Linked DNA regions of Mus musculus: regions 2, 3, 4 and 5 are each linked to region 1. Evidence: chromatin contacts called from public Micro-C and promoter capture Hi-C data. All regions are on one chromosome and are shown on one strand. The core of a region is the stretch at or near the end of the contact, and the rest is flanking DNA. Distances in the headings are between cores, read along the strand shown. Region 1 holds the start of Eef2k (eukaryotic elongation factor-2 kinase). Region 2 holds the start of Tmem159 (transmembrane protein 159). Region 3 has its middle 21 kb from the start of Zp2. Region 4 holds the start of Anks4b (ankyrin repeat and sterile alpha motif domain containing 4B). Region 5 holds the start of Hs3st2 (heparan sulfate (glucosamine) 3-O-sulfotransferase 2).

The links. Promoter capture Hi-C pulls out the DNA fragments that hold promoters and counts their contacts. A called contact is a pair of places that touch in the nucleus more often than the background predicts.
Region 2: a contact with region 1 is called in a promoter capture Hi-C map of neural stem cells. The contact joins the promoter of Tmem159 here to the promoter of Eef2k in region 1. A contact is called at or near these places in 4 of 39 promoter capture datasets (cranial neural crest, hippocampal neurons, liver and 1 more), 4 of 484 Hi-C or Micro-C datasets (the HL-1 cell line, nephron progenitors and uterus), 5 of 115 datasets of contacts at active chromatin or transcription factors (astrocytes, craniofacial prominence, embryonic fibroblasts and 2 more) and 2 of 9 other capture datasets (adipose tissue and liver).
Region 3: a promoter capture Hi-C map of cranial neural crest shows a contact between it and region 1. The contact joins the enhancer-like site here to the promoter of Eef2k in region 1. A contact is called at or near these places in 4 of 39 promoter capture datasets (3T3-L1-derived adipocytes, cranial neural crest, frontonasal cranial neural crest and 1 more) and 5 of 115 datasets of contacts at active chromatin or transcription factors (craniofacial prominence, embryonic forebrain, embryonic midbrain and 2 more).
Region 4: a contact with region 1 is called in a promoter capture Hi-C map of liver, with 2.5 times the contacts expected there. The contact joins the promoter of Anks4b here to the promoter of Eef2k in region 1. A contact is called at or near these places in 2 of 39 promoter capture datasets (hippocampal neurons and liver).
Region 5: a Micro-C map of embryonic stem cells shows a contact between it and region 1, with 2.8 times the contacts expected there. The contact joins the promoter of Hs3st2 here to the promoter of Eef2k in region 1. A contact is called at or near these places in 1 of 39 promoter capture datasets (stem cell-derived epiblast-like cells) and 2 of 484 Hi-C or Micro-C datasets (both in embryonic stem cells).

What each region holds. Positions count from the first base shown.
Region 1 is chr7:120,841,543-120,844,125 of GRCm38.p6, reverse strand. Eef2k (eukaryotic elongation factor-2 kinase) reads right to left here and starts at 1,295. Exons shown (of 18, transcript NM_007908.4): 1 at 1,026-1,295. It overlaps Gm36449 (a long non-coding RNA gene), which reads left to right and starts at 615. Exons shown (of 2, transcript XR_378468.3): 1 at 615-1,527.
Region 2 is chr7:120,101,137-120,103,719 of GRCm38.p6, reverse strand. It overlaps Tmem159 (transmembrane protein 159), which reads right to left and starts at 1,294. Exons shown (of 5, transcript NM_145586.1): 1 at 1,205-1,294.
Region 3 is chr7:120,123,400-120,125,982 of GRCm38.p6, reverse strand. No RefSeq gene overlaps it. Among named protein-coding and RNA genes, the nearest start is that of Zp2, 21 kb to the left of the region's middle. Within about 2 kb of position 1,297, at least 53 of the 459 cell types and tissues checked have an H3K27ac peak or open chromatin away from gene starts, as enhancers often do. A contact at or near this core is called in fibro-adipogenic progenitors and hippocampal neurons, where this site is marked.
Region 4 is chr7:120,172,579-120,175,161 of GRCm38.p6, reverse strand. Anks4b (ankyrin repeat and sterile alpha motif domain containing 4B) reads right to left here and starts at 1,304. Exons shown (of 2, transcript NM_028085.2): 1 at 1,080-1,304. The coding sequence starts at 1,243.
Region 5 is chr7:121,390,984-121,393,566 of GRCm38.p6, reverse strand. Hs3st2 (heparan sulfate (glucosamine) 3-O-sulfotransferase 2) reads right to left here and starts at 1,271. Exons shown (of 2, transcript NM_001081327.1): 1 at 353-1,271. The coding sequence starts at 837.

The sequences.
Region 1 (2,583 bases), core at 46-2,545:
AGGGTAAAAGGTTTGAAAATACTATGTTTGTGAAACAGCGTGGCATGAGCCATTCAGGAAAGTCACGCCTAACGCGCTCAGACTCTCAAAAGAACCCAGTTCTTTGGAACAAAGGAGTCGCTCCCCGCTAGCCTTCCTTTCCCAGGAACTGTTGCCGCAGCAGAGAGGGGTGAAGAGCTAGCTGTCTAAGGTCGGGGTTTGAACACGGCCTGGACCCACTCCCTCCACTGGCTTCGTCCTCCTCACAGAGCAAACAGCACCTTCCCCGGGAAGTCTTCCCAAAACTTCACTCTTAACCCCTACACTCACAATCCTTGTTTACTTACTCTACATTCCCTACCTGGCCTCTGAGGATCTGGGGTCCACTCTGGACCTCGGCTTTCTCCTCCGTAATATCTGTTCAGTGGTCCCAAGCCAGGGAGCGCCTCATCGCGGAGGACGCAGAAATACTCCCCCAAGGAGAATTCCCAAGTCAGATCTCACTCTTCCGAAACGCACGCGATCAGTCACACACAGGGCGCAGCTGGGCAGGTTTCCCGCAATCCCCTTAGCCGACACTAGCTAGTTTTGGCCCAGGGCTCACCCAGGAGGTCCCCGCCCCCGCGCCACCAACTGCATACGAATGCTCAGCCCCTTGGCGCACAAGTCTCCAACGCCTGCCAACACCCCAACTCCCTCAACCAACAATGCTGCAAGGGCGTATGCAGCTCAGACCTCGAGGTTCCGAGAACTGAGGCCCGCATAGGCCTCTAGTGTGGGGAACCCGGCGAGGGGAAATGTTACTTGGGCGTTTCAGGGGGACAGGCGGGCTCGCCGAGGCACAGAGGAGACCCGGGCGGAGGCCCGCGTGCGCTGCCTGGTGCAACCAGAACTGCGCTCACCGCTTGCCAACGTCTTTCTTTCCTTCCTTACAGACGCAAACACTGAGCCTCGGGGGAAGCTCTGCAACCAGAGAAGCGCCCCAGTGGCCTTTCGGGGGGCTGCTGCAGCGGGACGCGCGGGCTCCCCATCTTCCCGTCACCTACCTCCCACAGTGTGGCAGGCGCGACAGCTGCTGCCCACGGCCGCAAGGATCCCAAGGAGCTGGCAAAGGCTGGCGGCCGGGCGCTCCAGGGTGCAGGGAGGGAGGAGAATCCCCGGTACAAAGCGCAGGCGACAGAGAGCCAGGCCCGCAGCCGCAGTGGGGCGCCTGAAGACGTCGGAGCGCTGGAGCCGAGCACGGGCTGGAGTTGGGGCTGCTGCCGCTGGGGTTGGAGCTGGAGGCTGGAGGCTGGGACCAGGGCTGGGGCGGGACTGACGCACGGGGCGCACGCCCGGGCTCACGTGGCCGTCCCCGGGTGGCCATCACCTCCATGCAGCCGCCGTGTTGTCTTCTGGCTCCCCCGCCTGTTGAACGCTTCCTAGACACCTGGGTCTAACGTTAGATTTCATGCTGTGTGTCTGGTGGCGCATACCCTTAACCCCAGCACTTGGAAGACAGACTGCGGGCGGATTTCTGAGTTCAAGGCCAGCCTGGTCGTCTACACAGTGAGTTCCAGGGCTGCACTGAGAAAACCTGTCTCAAAAAAAAAAAAAAAAAGGGAAATCTTAAGGATTTCATGACATAATTTTGAAGAAATTTAACACTTTCAAGAGAGGGAGGGGTAACGAAGGAGCAGGAGGGGGCAAAACAACAAAAATTGTGTTAAAAACTCATAAAGAATCCAAATTCATGGTAAGCACATATGTATTTAATATTTACATATAAATTTATAAATATAAGTATAGAAAATTATACACGTATATGTAAATATTTAATATATAACCTATATATTTTTGTTTAAATTTAATATTTGTATATAAACATATATTCGGTTTAAATTTATACAGTTCGGCCTACCTGACAATTCCAACTATTTCTATAATTTTTAATTAATAACTTTATCAGGGCCGGGCGGTGGTGGCAAATCCCAGCACTCAGGAGGCAGACACAGAAGGATCTTTGTGAGTTCAAGGCCAGCCTGGTCTACAGAGGGAGTTCCAGTACAGCCAGAGCTGTTACACAGAGAAACTTTGTCTTAACAAAAACAAAAAAGAAAAATCTTTGTCAAGCCTTCCTGGACTCTCTGGAGGGAAAAATCACAGTATTCCTAACTCTGAGCCTAGGGCCTGGCACATAGTGCTTAATGGGTGGGAACTTGGGCATGGTGGTAGACCTCTGCAGTCCCCAGAAAAGCAAGGCCAGCCTGGGCTACATGGTGAAGCCCTTTCTCAAAACTCAAATCTGGTGCAGTGCATGGAAGGAAGGTAGCCCTTGGAAGATGTAAAGACTGAAAACCAGTGGAGGCAGGCATGTGTACTTTGAGGTCATATCTCACCGTATACTTTAGAGTAAAAATCTAAACAGTTGCACATTTTGAGCTATTTGTCCATCCAGCTGCAGTCAGCTATATAAGGTATGCAGGCACGACTAGCTGTATTGTACAGATCATAGGACTGAGACTTATAAAGAATGTATCTTGCCCAGGGACACAGTTAGGAAAGGGTGTGATCTATTTCATTTAATAAAGCAACTGTTAATAGACTTACTGACAGGAGAAACAC
Region 2 (2,583 bases), core at 45-2,544, 740 kb after region 1:
CACCTCCATCACACCAGCTAAAGATTCTCTCCCCTTGGTCAGGGGAGAACCAACGTCAGCACCATTATTTATGTTGTTAAAGCAGCAGCTCCGAGTTAGTGCTGAATTTAGATGGCCCCAGGCTTCAGTTTACCTAATCACATTTCTACAGCGGGCTACAAGTCAAAATACACCATTACAACTCGTCTTTGGCCTGGGAAACATGCAAATGCCACGGAACCGGTCTGGGGAGTCTGCTGAAAGCTAGGGTAGGAAGAATGCGGAGGAGGACCGCAGTCAGGCACACTCATCTACCTAGCCACCAATTTTCTGACCATCTACTCCTTCTAGGGTCCTCTTCAGAGCAGCATCACAGGGAAGGTGGGAAGGCACCACCCCAACCAGCCTAGAGGTGCCCCGCCTACTCTCCGTTTTAGGGGGCCTAACCAGGTTCTCTAAGATCGTGCTCCGCCCCTTCTAAGATTCCAAATAAAGCTTTGCCTCCGGACTCTCGCGTCTTGCAAGCAAACCGCCACCGCGAACGTTCCAGCTGCGGGTCCGGTCGAATCCCCAGATGGGGGCAGGCCTTCGGGGCGCCTGGGAATCTATCCTGGTCCCCATTTCCGATGAGGGTTGAGACTTTCTGTTCTAAGGCTAGGGATCCATGGAGGAAACCGGTGTGATGCAGATGGGGGTCTGATCACGACTACGGGGCATAGAAACTAGGAGATCCGAACTCAGGGGAATTGGGCATCTCGTCACTGATCATCTGGGGCAAACCCACCTTTGACACCTGTAGCTCCCTCCTGCTGTGGCGAATAGCACCCTTGTTGACCAATCCTAGGGAAAAGGTGCGGACGCCGAGACAAGACTTTATTTACATCTTCCCATGCACGTTTCCCAAGAGGAAGTAGGACCTCTGCGTGGGTTGGCATTGGTGGCCTTCCCCGCACGTCCCCCACCTCCGGCCCCCAATCTAGCTACTAGTGGGTAAGCACGGGATGGCTGGAAATGGTGGATGAGATCTCCCCATGAGCTCCTACCCGCGCCCAGCAACTCCAGGCGACAAAGTTCATCACCAACCCAGAAGCCGACGGCAACAACAGGCGAAGGAAGCTAGTGCTTTTCTCCCGCGACCGCCCCTGAACTCCTCCGCTTCCCAGGCCGAGCTGGGAGGCTTCAGCCAGCCGGGGTCCTCTACTCCACACCCCATCTTTGCTCTCACCTGGTGCTGGCTGCCGCGAAACCCCGCCCTGCAGCCACAGAGGGCGCAAAGCGAAGTGGAAGGAAGACAAGAAGGGACGCAGGCCTGATTAGGGGTGAAAGCTGGACCTCCTCCTCCTCACCAGCAAGCGCTCTTCCTCTAAGGCCGAAGCCCCGCCCTTTCTGCCCCGCCCCTCGCAGAGGCTCCGCCCCTCGACTCTTCCTTGCTGAGCTCTGACGCTGACCATCTGTCCAGGCTTGGGTCCCCGCCCTGCCTACCCAGCCCGACTGGGAAGGATCCGGTATCTAGATGGCTAGCCGCGCGGCTGCCACCTTTGCTAGGCCACCCTGCTTCTTCTTCCTACACACTCTAGGAACAACCCCCACAAACTTCTGGATTCTAGAGGATGACTAACGAGTAAATGAGCGCTTGGAGACAGTCTCTTCCTACAGCAGTGGCTTGGAGTGAAAGTTCTGGGGCCACATCTTAGGAGAACTGGCAACCAAAGAAGGGGTTTTAGAGACAGAACTAGTTCTGGATTTGCCCCCAGAGTTCAAGTCATACCAGTCAATCAGTTAGGTACCTCCTGTACTGGAAGGTCCTAGTCATTACGCAAATGCAAGTGTTAGCAGTTAGAGAATCTTAGAGATGGATTATCTCCGTTTTACAGTTTTGAAGACAAAAACGAAGGAAGAGCTAGAAGGATTAAGTTCACAAATAAACTCAAATCCTCGTCTCAAGGACCCGTGATAGAGACACCCATGTTTGCTGGTTCCAAGTCTGAGGTGCCTCGTTCGTTACTCAATGTCAATACTGGCATTTAAGATGGGATGAATCTGTTTCTGAGATGTCCTGTGAGCACTGTGGGCTGCTTGGTAACATTCCTGGGCTCCACCCACGAAATAAAAACAAACACATTAACAGCCCCTCCCAGCTGTGATAACTTAAAATGCTTCCCAGGGGTTGGGGATGTGGCAAGGTCAGAAGCACTGTCTTTGAGCTTAGAGCAGAAAACTACAGGCTGGGGCTGTGGAGGCCCCATCTCAGGGCCCAAGTCTGGCTACGACTGTGTGACTGTGTGCTGAAATTACCTTTCTGAGCCACGTCTTCTTTACCCATTAAATGGGGAGAAGGGCAAGCCCAGGTACTTGTCTGCTACTAAACAGGTCTGTCTTAGTCAGGGTTTTACTGTTGTGAACAGACACCATGACCCAGGCAAGTCTTACAAAAAACAACATTTAGCTGGGGCTGGCTTACAGGTTCAGAGGTTCAGTACATTATCAAGGTAGGAGCATGGCAGCATTTAGGCAGGCATGGCACAGGCAGAGCTGAGAGTTCTATGACTTCATCCAAAGGCTGCTAATGGAAGACTGACTTCCAGGCAACTAGGGTGAGGATCT
Region 3 (2,583 bases), core at 48-2,547, 720 kb after region 1:
CTCACAGGCATACACGCACGCACGCGCACGCCCGTGCCCCTCTCCTGAAGCCTGAGGGGCTGGGGGCTTTAAGGGTCTTTGGTTAGCTGGAATGGGGATGGGGTATTCTCCTTTCCTTAATTTAGAGTTGGTCAGTTTAAACAAAGGGATGCTGACAGACCCACAACTTTGTTTAACCAGACCTTGAACTTATCAGACTGGTCTGCTGTGTGTGTGTGTGTGTGTGTGTGTGTGTGTGTGTGTGCGCTCTCGAGCTCAAATTTCCTTACCTTTAATAAAATTCTTTCTTCACCAGCTGAGTCTCAGATTTCCTTTGCTGCTTCCCGTTGTTCTCAAGTTTTTTTTTTTTTTTTTTTTTTTTTTTTTTTTTTTTTTTTTTGCCTTTTAATTCTTTAATTGGCAGAGAAAACGAACCCAATCCAAACCCCTAGAAGTAACAGTTATGTCATATCTGAGAGTAGACATTTTCTCATGTTTCTCCAGATAAAGTCACACCACACTCTTATAGAAGAAGCCATATTAGTATAAAACCTACACATACCTCATTACTTAGAATAGTGATTTTAAGACCTAATAACTGTGAGTGCTATGTAAAGGCTTGTTGTATCAACTAGGAAATAACAATAAAAAGCCTGTGAATGTCCAGCACAGACACACTTTTCTTTCAGATACTCTTCATCCATGCTTGGTTGAATCCAAGGACACAGAACCCACAGAAACCAAGGACCAACTATGAAAAGAAGCTTGGTTCAGACCAGATAGTACTGCAGTGTCTTAGCTCCTGAACTCAGGAGCCAGGAAACATGACACAAAGTCAGTGCTATAGACTGGAGACTTGCAGCATGGCCCTGGGTCAACTGTTGTCCTCCCTGGGTCTCAGGCTTGCTGATGACATCAGGGATGGTGGAGAAGATGCTTTCCACCTGGCTTCTCGGGGAGTAGACAGTGCCAAAGCTCACACTGTGCCTGCCACAGTCAAAGCAGGGCCAGTCACTCAGTCGCTCTGCTTTCACAGCTGGTCTGTAATCTGGTGGCTGGCTTCAGTTGGCTGTGATGTTGGCTCCCTCTACTGGCTTAAAAACAAACTTCGGGTGAGTGGGGGAGGATGGCACTTTCTCTCTCTCTCTCTCTCTCTCTCTCTCTCTCTCTCTCTCTCTCCATCTCCAGGTGGAAGCTACAGCACCCATGGTTTCAATGGAAGCCACAAAGAGATGGTTTTTGACACACTGCTATTATGGGCACTACTCCATGGGAAACTAAACATTTACAATATGAAACCAGTGACCCCTGGAGCCATTCTACGTAACAACAAAGGTCATGGACACTCTGCTGCCTGGGAACTTCACATGCCTGGGAACACATACCTACCCCAAAAGACCTCAAAGGCAGGTAGAGGAACTCATACTGGTTCCGGGGGTGAGTTTTTCAAGCAGGCAACCTGTGTTTGAGTCCCACATCCCAAACTGCTCTTAGGCAGCCAAAGATCTCAACCTTTACACTTCCTCCCCTTTAAAGTGGACAGGAGTTTGCACTGACTGGAAGCATGCAGACTGGAGACAGCACTCAGCACACAGCAAGTGCTCAAAGCTAAACAAAACAAACTTTTCTGGACAGAAAGGTAAAATTATTTACTGTGTAAAGCTAAAGTTCTCTTGCGTGGGCCCTGGTCGCCTTTCCAGTGAGCTATTCTTCAGATTGTGTATAAAAGGCCAGCAGCTTCTATGGCATGAGGCTAAGTTAACCTAGTCTTGATTTAGATGCCGTGCTTCCTGGATGAATTCAGAGAGTCACTTAATCGCCAAACCTTGGCTTCCTTTCTGTGAACTAAATGCTGATGCTTAAGAACAATAAGCAGGCCGAGGAAAACAATTGGTCTGCTCATGAACAGGAGGGTCTAGTGCTTCTAAGTGCTGTGGAAAAGCATTTGAACTTGGCTGAGTCTGGAGCAAGAGTGTTTACATAATCAGAAATGTGTTTTGAAAAGCTCTTGCCTAGTAGCTGAGAAGCCTCCCCGGACGGGTTGCGCAAAGCACTGTAAATATGCCCAAATCTTGTGTCCCAGCTGAGACCCTGCTCTAAGCCAGCAATCTACTTGGAACATCTTCTTGGTGTCAGATGACATAGCTGGACTAATAGGGGCAATCTGGGATGTAGGCTTTTCCACATAGTCCCCATCTCAGGAAATAGTATCACTAGCTACCACCACCCACTGGTTAGAGCTAAATATCTAGATGTCAACTTTGTGTTCCCCTTTTCTTTTCCACCTACACCAACCAACCAACCAACACCTCTAGATGTCCACACAAGAAAGATCTTCATCCCCTTCCGCCAAGTGTAAGCCAAACCCACAGCCATCCCGTGTCCCCAGCCTTTGCAGATTCTTAAGTGGCCTTCCTGTCCCCAGACCTTTGGCTGTGAGTCACAACAATCCTAAATCTGATCTGGGCGTAGATTACAATATAATCCAAATATAATCTATACTATACAGAGGCTGGAGCAGAAGGAGCTAGAATTTGAAGTCATATTTGACTATATAGAAGTCATTATAGAAGTTCCCTATCAGGAAGAAGGGAGAGAGGGAGG
Region 4 (2,583 bases), core at 55-2,554, 670 kb after region 1:
AATTCTCAAGGCTCCTGATAGTCTGGTCTTATGGCTTAGGTTCTGTCCCTGTGCAGGTCAGGTCCAGCCAAGCTCAATGTCTTCCATCCTCGGAATGCACAGTGTTCTGCCTTAGGGGGAAAACACTTCCCTCCACCTCGATCAGCTCCTTGTCTTTCTAATGTCAGCTTAATTTCCCTTCCCTGGCACGAGCTTTATCACATCTACCCAAAGCCGCTCGCTTGGCTTCCCCTCTCAGATCTGATTGCCACAGGAACACTAGGATGTTCTGTTGATCAGCACCATCTGGGCAGCACCAAAAATATATGAGAAGAATTGGAATCAGAGGAGGAAGGAGTGGAAGAAAGAGAAAGAGGAAGAAGGAGAGAGAAGGAGGAGAGGTGGACTGTCACCTGCCAGATGCTAAATATGCACTGTCCTGGAATCACTTGGCTCTCTTACTCTTTACCTCCCCTCCCGTCCTCCCACTCCCACTCCTCTCATTCTCCCAGACTCCTCTTTCGCTCCATTTCTGCCCATCTTAAGTCGTAGCTGCCTACCCTGACTAGCCCTCTGGCAATGAGCAGGACAAGCAGAATAAAAGAGTTAGCAAAGACTTGAATTTAAAGGTAAGGGATGGTGTGTGTATGTGTGTGTGTGAAGATTGAAGACTCATTTTATAGCTTGTAAAGCCAGAAATTTCATTCAAAAATTCAGCTTACACCAAGGCCGAGTGTTCATAAAAGATAGTTTTTAGTGACACAATTGAAAACGTAAAATAAAGCCATGTCCTAACCAAGGAGGATGACTGAACCAAAAAGCATGGTGACCTCTTTTTAAGGAGTTAACCATTTCAATTCCATGGATATGACTTTCAGGGCATATAGTTCCAATGCCTACCCCCACCCCTCTGCCTGAGTGACTCCTAAATGGCTGTTTTCACAGGGAAAGAAACCATACCTAGCTTAGTCTTGACTCTTTCTCTAAAAGCCAAAGACTTAGGGAGCCTAGAAAGAAGTAAAATGTCTTCGTGGATGTCTCTGTCTCTTACTGCCGGTGTGGTACTCCCCACCCAGGATACCCTAACAGGAATCACTCACCCTCTACTGCAGATTATTTCTAGGGCCTCGAGGTTGCCGTGGTAGGCTGCCAGGAGAGTGGGTGTCATGCCATCCTCATCTGAGAGATTCAGATCACGCTTGGTGGCCTCCTTCAGAAGTTCCAGGTAGCTGTCACTCGCTGCTTGGTGATAGCGGGTAGACATTTTTTCTGCCCACCAGAGCTTGGCCAGGTAGGAGTCTTTGTCTAGGCAGAGCTGGTAACACAGTCTTCCAACAGGGCTGGTTAATCAGTGACGGGGAGTATCACCCCAGGCCAAAGTTCACTCCGGCCTTGCTCCTTGGAAGGCAGCCAGCCAGGAAGACCTGCAATCCTGGACTTGGGCCTTTCCTTTGGGGACCAACCATGGCAATGACCACTGAGGCCTGACAGGTGTGTCATGAGTGTGGTGAAGCACGTTTAATCTTTACTGTGTCCATTAACTAGTGTCAGATGTGATACTGACCACCCACTCACAGAATATGGGAAATAATCTCAAAAAACTCTGAACTGTTTAAGTTCACTTGGGTGGGAGAAGGGGTGTTTTAATAGATTTTAGGGGGTCTAATTTGTACAACTTGAATTTAGCCATTTGAAGTATAAAATAAAAGATCTTAGTAAATTTACAGTTGTGAAATCTTTGCTATAACATGGAGGAGAGAAGGCCGATTGACAGGCCAGAAGACAAACAGGTCACTCTCCAGGAACTGCCACAAAAAAGCTTGGTCTAGAGAGTGTCACAAAAAGGAAACAGCACTTTCTTTTTTAAAAATCTTTTATAAATATTTCTATTATACATAAATACACATATGTCATTATATATACATATATATGTATATGATTAATATTTATAGATATTTTTAAATGATTCAAGTAGCAATACCCAGGCTATAGGAAAGAGAGGAATTGATGTTAGGGTTTTTTAATTGGTTATTTTGTTTATTTACAATTCAAATATTATCCCCTTCCCAGTTTCCCCTCCGAAAACCTCTATTCCATCTCCCCTTTCCCCTGCTTGCATAAGGGTGCTATCCCACCTACCTACTCCTGCCCCACCTCTCTAGCATTCCCCTATGCTGGGGCATCAAGCCTTCACAGGACGAAGGGCCTCCCCTCCCAGTGATGCCAGATAAGGCCATCCTCTGCTACATATGCAGCTGGAGCCATGGGTACCTCCATGTGTTCTCTTTGGTTAGTAGTTTAGTCCCTAGGAGCTCTGGTGGGTCTGGTTGGTTCATATTGTTGTTCCTCCTATGGGGTTGCAAACCCCTTCAGCTCCTTTAGTCCTTCCCCTAACTCCTCCATTGTGGTCCCTGTGCTCAATCTGATGGTTTGACTGTGAGCATTCACATCTGTACTGCTCCCAGCTCTGGCAGAGCCTCTCAGGAGGACAGCTATACCAGGCTCCTGTCAGCAAGTGCTTCTTGGCATCAGCAATAGTGTCTGGGTTTGGTGTCTGCAGATGGGATGGATCCCTAGGTAAGGCAGTCTCTGGATGACCTTTCC
Region 5 (2,583 bases), core at 22-2,521, 550 kb before region 1:
GCAGGTGCCACACAGGCCAGGGAAGATCAGCTTAGGGGTAGGAGTAGAGCCTTTTGCCTTAGGGAACCAGCTCCAACCGCCCTAAAAACTGGACAAAGAAGGCAGCCCTCCAGCCAGCACCTAGTTTTGACTAGAAATGTCCCCTACCTTCCAGAGACCCCAGGGACAAGAGGAATACTCTTTCCCTTTGCGCTTCAAAGAGCGTCATGAAGAGTCAGTCTCCGGGAAGTTCTGGGTGGACCCTCTACAGTAGTCACCCCACAATCCACTTGCCGGTTTAAGACAGGCAAGGAATTACTCTAAGGATGGAGCGAACCCAAAGCTCAGAGTGGAGCTGTCGTGACCCTCTTACCTGTACCAGTCCAGTCCTCGTCCGTAGTTCCTGTCGAAGAAGTGGGGCTCAGTGCCCAAGGCCCGCACGTCCGGGTGCACGCGGATAAACTCCAGCACCGCCCGAGTTCCCCCTTTCTTGACGCCCACAATGAGGGCTTGGGGCAGCCGTTTGGTGCCTGGCTTCGGGGAGCCAGAGTGATTGGATCCGGAGAGGCGCGGTGCTGGAGCGGCAGCGGCGGGCGCGCTGGGAGCGCTGGGCTCACTGGGCGTCGGCCCCGGGGGATCACACGGGCGGGACTTCGCCAGAAGTTTCTGGCCGCTTGCGCTGGGGCCGCGGAGGCAACGCGGTGCGCCGAGCAGGCGGCTCTGGCCCAGACCGTCGCAGCAGCACAGGAAGCTGTAACACAGGTAAGTGCAGGACAAGGACAGTGTGAAGGCGAAGAGCAGCCTGCGCGCTCTCCGCGGCTGAGGTGGCCCCGCGCGGCCCAGGACCCTATAGGCCATAGCTCCATGGGCCCGCGCCGGGGGTCATGGTTTCCGAGGTGGCACCTGCGGCGGAGCTGCTGCGTGGCTCTGCGATTGCCTAGAGGGCTCGCGTGGCGCTGTCCCCGCTGTGCGCGTTGGGCGTAAGGGATATCATCTCCTCTGGGGGCAGCTGGCCTGGGCAAGCACCGTGCCCGGGGGTCCCGGGTACGGTGGCTCCTCGGGGACCAGGTGGCTGCATTGCCAGCATCTCCCGGTATTAAGCGATGAGGGCTCTGGACAGCCGGGCGGCTCCCGGCGCTCTTCGATTCTCACGCGCGTCGGGTTCGGAGCGCGCCCAGCGCCCGAAGCCCCATTCCGGATGCTCCGAGCGCCTTTCTGGGGACGCTCTGTGGCCGCGCGGCAGTGCCGGCGGGAGGATGAGCGGACCGGACGGTGGCGCTGGCGCCGGCCGCGTTCTGGCTCCTCGGGAAATGCCGAGTGGAGCGCGCTACCGGCTCTATTTAAGGAGTCGCCTGACGTCAGCCGCGCGGGTCCCCCGAGCCCGCGCCGCACCCGGGGACCTGGCCCGCCCCTTGCACCCTGACTCTCTTATTCCTCTCAGGTACAACACCTCCCCAGGTTCTCCCCATGAGGACTGCTCCCTACGGAGCCTTGACCAGCTTGGGGAGGTGAAGGGAGGGTGGGCAGGTATGTCCTGTACTCCTGTGGGAGATTAGACACCCCCATCACTCCGGCCTCTGGACACCTGAGATTACGCCAACACCCACCCTACACATAGACCCGGGTGTTCATGCAAGCACCCAACCCTGATACTCGGTTCCACTACACTTACCCACACATGCACCACACATACACTAGCACAGGAACAAGCTCACTCTAATCCGGACACTCCTCAACACCCCACAGAGGGTGGAGAGAAGAATACACCTAACCCGAAGATAGGAACACAACAAGGACACACCCCATCCCCAGCCATCTCGCCGAACCAATACACACAGCCTGGAATCTGGCATCGTGCAGGGTGCGCACACGCATGGGACCTGGGCGCACAGTGCAAAATGGATGGGTGGAGGAGAGTGAGATTCCGTGACTAGTTACCGAGCCCCCTAGCACCCGCATGCTGACTCACACCCAGGCGACTCACTCTGTCTCGCACCCATGGAGCACAAACCTCTATCCAATTTGCACACCACCTCATCACACACACACCCCGACTCCCGCCCCCCCCCCCCGCCCCCTTACTGGGCCTGGAAATCAAGCTAGCCCCAGAGCCTCAGACTTATTCATCTCTTGGCGGCCGCCCCCTAGCGGTGGCCTGCTCCCCAGGGAGCTGTCCAGGGTACCAGACGCTATATAAGGGTCAGCATATAACTGGTTTCCTCACAGTGACAAAGCAGGAGGAAATAAAGGACAGAGCACTTCTACATCTAATGATTGTCAAGAGGTTGTCTTCAGAACAGCTCCCAGTGACCAACCCTAGCTGGTTAGAACCCTGCATTCCAGGTGGGATTTACATCCCCTAAAAACCTGGACCAGTGTTCCCAAAGAGAAGACCCTCACAAGATGGCTGTATGACCCCACCACCCCCCTCAGCTTCCGTTAGACTGACGATGACTTCAGGACAAGGTCTGTGTATTCTTGCTCAAACTGGGAAATATGCTCTGTTTCTAAACCAAGCCCATCCCTAGAAAACTTAGATCAAGCTCTCTGCTGTAGGGACTAGTTTCTAATACATATAGTACATGATAAGTAATTTGATAACTG